Regions from separate parts of the Sus scrofa genome. Here region 1 is linked to region 2. The links are chromatin contacts, called in public promoter capture Hi-C maps. All regions are on one chromosome and are shown on one strand. Each heading gives the region's core, a stretch centred on a gene start, on an enhancer-like site or on the middle of the called end of the contact. The rest is flanking DNA. Distances are from core to core; before and after follow the strand shown.

Region 1 (4,363 bases), core at 1,303-3,802, 1.5 Mb after region 2:
TAGCACCTGGAAGAAAAGTGCCTCTAAGCACCTGCTGAATGAAAAGAAAAGCATTTAGCCCAGAAGCTTAGCACACGTCAATCACTCTCTAGATGAGACCTTGGTGCTGTGCTAGGTGCTTCTGCAGGAGTGATAGCTACTCCAAAGAAGCTTCGAGTCTACAGAGGGAAAAGACACATGCAGAAGTAACTATCCAACAATAAGGCCCAAAGTGTCCCTCCAGCTCTAACAAGGACAACCAAGAAAGGTGTTCCCAAGGAACAGTGGCACTGGAGGGTCCACACTCCGAAGGGCTGGTCCTAACAAAAAACACGGTGTTGGCTGGTTCTCTTCTGGGTTCAGAGGCCTGGCCCAAGACAAAGTCTCCATCAGATCTGTAATTCACGTTTTCATTCAGTTATTCATTCATCATTCATCAGATCTGTACTGAGCACCCAGCAGGTGCCAGGTACTCCTCTGGACCCAGTGGATCAATTAACAATATCAGCAAGGTGACAGTCCCCTCCAAAAAGGCCCAGTCCTACTCACTCCTTTGTGACCTGGGCGCCCAACTGCAACTGCATTCCCTCCTCTAACAGGAAGTCAGGTCTTTTTTTTTTTTTTTTTTTTTCTTTTATGTCTTTTTAGGGCCACACCTGCAGCATAGGGAGGTTCCCAGGCTAGGGGTCGAAGTGGAGCTGTAGCTGCTGGCCTACACCACAGCCACAGCAACTTAGGACCCGAGCCACATCTGCGACCTACACCACAGCTCACGGCAATGCCGGATCCTTAACCCACTGAGCGAGGCCAGGGATGGAACCCTCGTTCCTCATAGATGCGAGTAGGGTTCGTTAACCACTGAGCCAGGACAGGAACCAGAAGTCAGGTCTTAGCACTTAAGAAAATGCATCTCCTCCCCCCACTCCCCCATTTGGCTTCCAGGGGGCAGATGGGGAGCATGGCCAGTGGTGGCTGCCCAAGGCAAGTTACAATTCTTGCAAATCCTGTTTAAGAAGGTAAAAGCTGAAAGAAGAGTTCCCGGTACAACACTCTCATCTCACCATGTCTGTAAACAAAGGATATTGTGGCCATAAATTCTTCAACCTCTGCAGCCCCCAACAACCCAGTCCCCAGGGGGGATTTAGTTCAGATAAAAACAGGATACTGGCTCCAGATCATTAAGGCACATATCAAAGGAATTTCAGTGAGCCCATAGCCCGCAATCTTCGCATACACAGAAAAGTGCTAAATCCCTTAACTTGAGATGGCTCGTTGTCTTTAATTAGCAGTATTCTTTGGATATTCCAATAACTGGTTTGTTTGAACTCCAATCTAACCTGGCTCCCCCCTAACCTCAGCTTCTGGGATGCTGTGTCTGGGCTTAAATCCTCAGCAAGTATGCCAAATAAAACATAGCTCTCAACTTTGTGCACTGTTTTAAACCCACACATCTTAGATGCAGACATTGAAGCTGAGAGAGATGACCCTTAAATGGTGTCATCCAGTGAACTAAAGGCAGAACCAGAGGTGAATCCAGGGGTCCCGTCTCGCAAGCCTGGGTGCTTTTCATTCTACCAAGAAATTTCCCATTCTACCATTACCAGCCACAGTCCCAGGAGGCGCCCTTGAGATAAACAGGGCCACTGAATATTGAGGCCCAAGGTGTGCAGTTATATCACACAAAAAATAACCTTTTAAAGAACTAAGTAGCATCAGTTACTGTGATAAGAGCTTTACAGGAATACTTTGCTTGAATCTTCACAACAACCCCTGAGTTGGGACTTTAGTTCTTCCCATTTTACATATTATAAAACTAAACTAAGGCACGGAGTCTACCCCAAGGCCCACAGCTGCTTAACGAGAGCCAAGTGCTGAGGTGGTAACACGACAGAGCTGAGTAAACTGGGATGAAGGCTTCGGCGGCTCCCGCCAGCTTTCAACGATGCTCTAGAGAGTGAAGTGCAATTTCAACCCGGCTCCAGCACTGCGGTTCTCCCCGAGCCTCCCTCCCCCAAAGCCTCTCCCTCCAGGTGGGGCAGGGTGTGAACGTGAGGCCGCGCACGGAGACTTTTCCGGGATCCTCGAGGGGTAGCCTTCGAGAAAAGGCACCCCCGCCCTCGCCCCGCACATCCCAGAGGCGCAACCTGCGGCTGGAGCGAGCGCAGCAGAGCAGAGCAGAGGAGAGGGGGAGCTGAGGGAGCCCGCAGCCTCGGGGGCACAAGGCTGAGCCCCCGGGCAGCTCCAGAGAACCCGAACCCCGGCCGGACCGGAGCAGGACGAGTACCTTTCGGAGGAAGCTGGCGACCACCTGCTCGAAGGGATACTTGAACACCTCGTGCACGTCCACGGTGACCCCCATCCCCGCGCGCCCACCACGCCTCCGCCCGCACACCGCCGCTGGAGATCTGCCCGTGCAGGGCCGCAGGCGTCCACGCCGGAGCAGCCAAAGGGGCGTGGGGTGTTTCTTTCCTCCTTTTTCAAACTTCTGAAACTTTATTGTCCACTCAGGGAAACTGACAGTCCGTCTCGCCCCGCCCCCTTCAGCTGGCGTCCTAGTCTGGGCGGCGGGCGTGGGAGGCGCGGAGGCCGGGTCAGTGCTGGCTGGCGGTGCCAGGGGCCGCCCCGCCCCACCTCCGCCCACGCCACGCCCACGCCCCGGGGCCCAGCCACGCCACGCCCATGGCCACTCCCTCGCCCGGGCCACGCCTGCGGACCCAAGTTTCCGCCGGCGAGCCTCCAGCAACTGCCCCGAGTTCTTGGACCTTGCGTCTGGGGCATCTGTCATCACCTCGCCTGGAGCCTTACTTAAGCAGCTATTGGCAGCACTAAAGAAAATAATACTAAATACATCAACTACCCTCCCTCCAAGTTTAGGGACTGTTCTCTATGACCCTCCTCCGTGTTGGGAGTTTCAAGTGACAAAGGCCCATGACTGCATTACTCACAGGACCGGGCAGCTGCCTCTGAGGTTTAGGTTAGGTCTCAAGGACTTAAAAATTGGCGGTATCTGCACGTGCCTCCGTAAGGCAATGCCTATGCCCATTAAACACGATGGCGTTAAACGATGGAGCAAGGAACAAAGGGCTACGAAAGGGATTTTGAGTGTGCTTCACTCCACTGCACAGATTTTACAAGAGGAAGCGAGTGAATCCGTTAATCCGATACCTTCTTTAACATATTATTTCCTGAGCACCTCCTCTGTGTCAAGCACTCTGCTGGATTGACAGGCTCTGGATCCAGCAGTAAGCAAAGCACAGTCTCTGTTGTCATGGAGGATGGATGAGCCAGATGATTAAACACCCGATACACACAAATAGGAGGAGAAGCAGGATAACAGGTCAAAGTTATAGGTGGCATGATTTTCGCTAGGATGAAGAGGAAGTCTCCGGGGTGGTGGCTTTGACATTTGTAATTTCGTAATCTTACTTACCCTGACACACAGTCATACCTGGCTGGCAAAACCCTAGCCTTGGATACAGCTAGTTCTCCACTTACTGCCTCACCCAAGCCCGTGAAAAAGCCTGGAGGCAAACTGATAGCTTAGGCCTCTCTTTACATTCATAATCACTAACCTCAAGGGGCCTTTTTCATGGTGCTTAGACAAAAACACTGCATTTCTCTAATCCACTTACTGTCCCAAGCTCCTCTCACTTCAAATCTCCAACACCTTCTCCCCAGCCTTATCCTCACTGGTAAATAGGAAACCTCTCTATACCACATCTGTCTGCCCACCTGTCAAATGCCCTGCCTTCTCTCCTGTTCTCATGGACGAACTGTTAGCACTTAATTTGGTCCACCAAGTCCAGATGTGGGCTGCAGCTGGTTAGCAAATACCTCTCCTTCAAAAAAAAAAAAAAAAGGAGTTCTCATCGTGGCTCAGCGAAAACAAATCCAACTAGTATCCATGAGGATGCGGGTTCCATCCCTGGCTTTGCTCAGTCAGTAAGGATCTGACATTGCCGTGAGCTGTGGTGTAGGCCAGCAGCTACAGCTCCAATTCGACCCCTAGCCTGAGAACCTTCATATGCCACGGGTGCAGCCCTAAAAAGACAACTAAGTAATTATAATTAGTTTGAGTAAATTTACATAATTTAATGTTTAATAACAGCCGTGTTCAATAACCACCTGATGGGTTTCAGAACACAATATCCCAAAACATGGCACCTTAGCATATAGGATATTTCAAGCTGAAGAAGTTTGTCAAAACAGCCGAAGCAGGAAAATCTCTCTGGCTTCTCCTCGCCCTTCGCCCCTGAGGCAGGTCAGTCGGAATCTCCTCCCGTGACCAGCGGCGCCCACTCTACACCTGGAGGAAGCAGCATGTTCGTCTCCGGGATGAAGGGTCACCGGGAAGAATCTGAACAAACAGGCCGTGCCGAGATTC
Region 2 (4,331 bases), core at 1,484-3,983:
TTATGCCTCAGCCTGAGTTTAATAACGACAAATATGGCTGCTTCTCCCACTATCACAAGGACTGCTGGCATTTACTAAGTGCTCACCTAGAGCTGGGATATGTGCTAGGGGGTCCTGCATGCAGATCAGTCTTTAATCTGCCCAGCACACCCGAGAGGCAGGTCTTCTCATTATTTCCATGTTACCCTGGCTCAGAGACATCGAATCTCCTGTCCAATGTTACACCACCACTCAGGGAGGGCTGGGAGAGGGGCAGTGACTGCTGAGAGGACTCAAGGGCTGGCCCTTCATAAACGGCAGCTATTAAGGAGATGGTGATAATGCAGGAGTCCTTGGGGGCATGTAACCCAGTGAGTGCTCGGCATCTTAGTAGGAGGAAGTTTATGAGATCAATTCCCTCCCTGACAACAAAGGCAGTCAGCATAAAAGCTACCTCTGCTTGAGTGGAAGCTCAAGGATGTGTTAGGGGTGTGGGTGTGGGAGATGATCACATTATTCCCAAATTAAAACTGTCCTTTCGAGGATGTAGTCTTCAACATTCATAGGTACGGGGATGTGTGGAAGTGGGAACAGGAAACAGAAGCTGAGACACACTTTATCAATCCCACAGTTTATCCATGGTGTGTCTCGATGTGCTCTAGGCTTGACTATTACAAGCGCAGAGTGGAACATTCTTCCTTGCTCTTCCCTAGAGGGAAACCCATTGCTGTGTGTTCAGCCCTCGGCTGAGCGTCGCATCCTACAAAGCTTCAGCAGAGAGCTGCCAGAAGAGAAGAATAACCCTCACGGTGTTATCTGCTGACACGAAGGACAGGAAGACACCTACAGCCCAGACAGACCTGGCTTCTTGCCTCTTGTTCAGGCACCAAACAGCCAGGCTTACTGTCAACCTCCCTGAGACGCCCTGAGACACACTCGCTTACTCCAGCACTATTTATATCTCTCTACATGGCAAACAGCTTTGTTTCCTGCAAGCCTCTTATCTGTTTAATCTCACTTCTCAATCCTTTGCATCCCTGAGACTAAAGGAACAACAAAGGGGGGCTGATCAGAGGATGTTCGCCTAGAGTCTACAGATTCCAACACGAATAAGCTTCAGGCCAATCTTGAAGGAAAGAAACCCCTGACCTCTCAAAAGTGAGAGATCAACACCCTCTCAATTTCTTGAGGCTCCAGGTAGATGCAAAAGTCCTAAAGAGGGCTAGCAAATAGTTGCTCCAGTTTGAATAGTTTATTATAATAAATTAACATTTTTAGCACAAAACGCTGGACAGCCATACAAGTGTGCAAAGCCTAAGATATTTACAGTGTTTATTGAAAAATGGGAATTCAGAGTGCATGTCAGGTGTAGCCCACCCACAGTTCACAAGGTGAAGGTCATCTGGTGAATGCTTTCTTTATATTTTTTCGGTCCTCCTCAGGGTGTTTCTCTTTGAGTGTGTGTGTGTGACCTCATTTCAAAAAGAGTCAACATTTGCGGAGTGCTGGGAAGGGGAGTCCCTGGCCACGTGATCTCCCTGGCTCCTCTCATTCCTCAGTTCTTCCTCAGAGGTTCTGCCCTGGACATGGAACGCAAACTTTTATGCTTGTGTATTCATCTCCTAGATTTTCTAAGATTCTCCAAGCAGCCCTTTCCCCCAAAACCTTAAGTACGACTGGTCTCAAAAATATCCTAACCTATGAAACCCAGATCAATGAACAGAGCTCCTCATTTTTGAAATTTAGAACACTCTTCTTTTAAATTGTAAGGATATTTTAGCCTTGCAATTTCACTTATTACTAACAATTCTTTTCAATGACTTGCTGTTTTTTTTTTGAAATGCATAACAGGAGTTCCTGTCGTGCCTCAGTGGTTGACGAATCTGACTAGGAACCATGCGGTTGCAGGTTCAATCCCTGGCCTTGCTCAGTGGGTTAAGGATCCAGCGTTGCTGTGAGCCGTGGTGTAGGTCGCAGACGCAGCTCGGATCCCACGTTGCTGTGGCTGTGGTGTAGGCCAGTAGCTACAGCTCCGATTAGACCCCTAGCCTGGGAATCTCCATATGCCACAGGAGCGGCCCAAGAAATGGCATAAAGACAAAAAAAAAAAAAGAAAGAAATGCGAAATAAACATGTTTCCTTATTTGCCGCCTTTCCATCTTTATTCTAGAATCCATAATGTTAAAAACAAAACATTGATGGTACTGAATAGGCAATGATCTGAACCCTACCCTCATGCTCCACAGCTGTGTGGCCCTGTGGAAAAGCTTTCCCTCTCTGGTACTCAGCCTCTGTAGCTCTAAGAGGAGATGGTGATTCCATTTCTCAAGTTCCTTTTAGCTTTATAGGACCATGGTTTTTTTTCTTCCTCTCATGCTTTACTTCCTGCCAAATTGCCCCTCAAATATTTTAATAGCCCATCTCCAAAGTCATTGTCATGGCATACTGCCCTACTCCGTTAGATACTAAACAATTGGCTTTTAACTGTGAACAAATTCGGTACTTAATAAGCATAAATTCAAACTTATTTATACCCTGTATCTGATGGCAAATAACTGTTTACTTTGTAATTTTGATGAACAGAACCTTTCAGGTAAAACTCAAATCACTATAAAAAAAACTTTAAAATAAAGGAAAACTCTAACTTTGGGCTCAAGTAGGTTGCCAGATACACATCTGCAGTGATAGCATAGGGACACTAGATGGCGATATGAGTGCACCAAATAATAAACATTTCCTTGACTGGTCCAGTGTTAAAATCCCAGTGATTAAGGCCAGAACAGGTTAATATATTAGTTAAAGAAACAAAGTCAACTATAATTAGGTGTTAGAGTGTTAGCTAATACTCTGAATGTGTTCAGTAACCTGATACTTAGTGAAAGAAAAGAGTGTTAAATTAGAAATTAATTTACATGACTGCTGAGTCTACGTTCAAGCTAATTCTTGGGGCAAGAGTTGGCAATAAACATGTGTGTCCCATAAAATGGATCTAATTCATACTTTCCTGTCCACTTTTGGTTTTGGGGTTTTTTTAATAGCAGTTGTTTGGAATGGAGTGTGCCTTACATATATTATTCATCGACAAAGTACTATATTCTCATTAGGAATGTGAGTCCTAAGACATTGGTGTTTTAAAGGGGAAATGGCTGACTTACTGTAAGCTGTTGGCTGGGCCATTATTGACTGGCAGGATCAACTGGAAGCACTTTGTTAGTGGATTAGGTTGCCCTGGAAATGCCTTTCTGAAAGTCTAATGATGCACTTAAGGGAACCCTCTGGGACAGGAGTAAAATGTCTCTTAGCAGGCGTGTCTTCCACCAGAGTCCTCTTGGGATGAAATGGGAGGGGGCCGGCCACATCCAGAGAGATGCTCAGTAAGGAAACAACCCCAGGAAAAGGTTGCAGGTAACAATTTCTTACATGGAAGCGAAGATAACGCCTTACTGACAGGAACTCTGAGTTTTCTGAAGGTACCAGCGCTTCGTGTATTCTTTTGAAAGAGCACCATTAATTCCAGAGATTGCATGTGTGCATGGATGTATATATTCATTTACTAAATGCTTATTTATTTGCTGGGGTAGGGGTGGCGGAGGGATGGAGAAGGAAAAGACAAGAGAGCGCAACTGAGAGAATATGGTTTGATCCTCTCTGATTGGAGAAAAAAAAAAAAGCCCTTCTGTAGGTTGAACATCGGGGTCACTGGGTGTTTTGTTGCTGTTGTTTGTTTGTTTTCTTAAACAAGCTTTAGAGGGGGAAATTTGCCCTTCGGCAGAAATTCAGTGCACGTGCGCAAAGGGCTTGTTGGGGGTTTTTTGTTAATGAAAAATCGCTGTGTTTATCTCACCACTGGGTGAAGGGGTTGTTTCCGGCGGCTGGGGGGGCGGTGGAGGTCTAAAGACAGGAAAAAGGGCAAAGCAAAGGAAACTCCAGACTCGCGGGCAGGACGGGAGGGAAGTGGCTAGGCAGCGCTGGTCCCCGCCCCAAGCCCCAGCGCGCCCCGGGAGTCGCGTGCCCACGGCCAGAGCGCGGCGTTCCCGTGCAGTCCTGGCGACCTGTCACCGGGGAGGACGTGACTCGGAGCTGCCTCCGCTTCCTCCAAGCCATATTCCTTTAAGATGATGTAATAGTCATTTCCCTGGATGGTTTCTTGCCTGCACTGCTGAAACAACAGCATCCTAACTGCACTGGGAACTGTGGAACCACCCAGAGCCGCCGCCGCCGCCGAGAAGCCGGAGCCCGAGCCCCCGACCGCATCTCTGCGCAGCGGCGGCTGCCGGCTCCCACCTGGCTGGGAACATGGGAGTCCGCTTGCCCTTGCCGGCAGGTGGGTGACTACCTGGCACCCCAGCAGG

Evidence for each region. Promoter capture Hi-C pulls out the DNA fragments that hold promoters and counts their contacts.
Region 1: a promoter capture Hi-C map of fetal skeletal muscle shows a contact between it and region 2, with 9 times the contacts expected there. The contact joins the promoter of PRELID2 here to the promoter of KCTD16 in region 2. A contact is called at or near these places in 3 of 5 promoter capture datasets (fetal liver, fetal skeletal muscle and liver) and 5 of 47 Hi-C or Micro-C datasets (embryonic fibroblasts, fetal skeletal muscle, mesenteric adipose tissue and 2 more).

The regions. Positions count from the first base shown.
Region 1 is chr2:147,189,176-147,193,538 of Sscrofa11.1, forward strand. It overlaps PRELID2 (PRELI domain-containing protein 2), which reads right to left and starts at 2,553. Exons shown (of 9, transcript XR_002341969.1): 1 at 2,264-2,553.
Region 2 is chr2:145,701,969-145,706,299 of Sscrofa11.1, forward strand. It overlaps KCTD16 (BTB/POZ domain-containing protein KCTD16), which reads left to right and starts at 2,734. Exons shown (of 4, transcript XM_021084953.1): 1 at 2,734-3,449.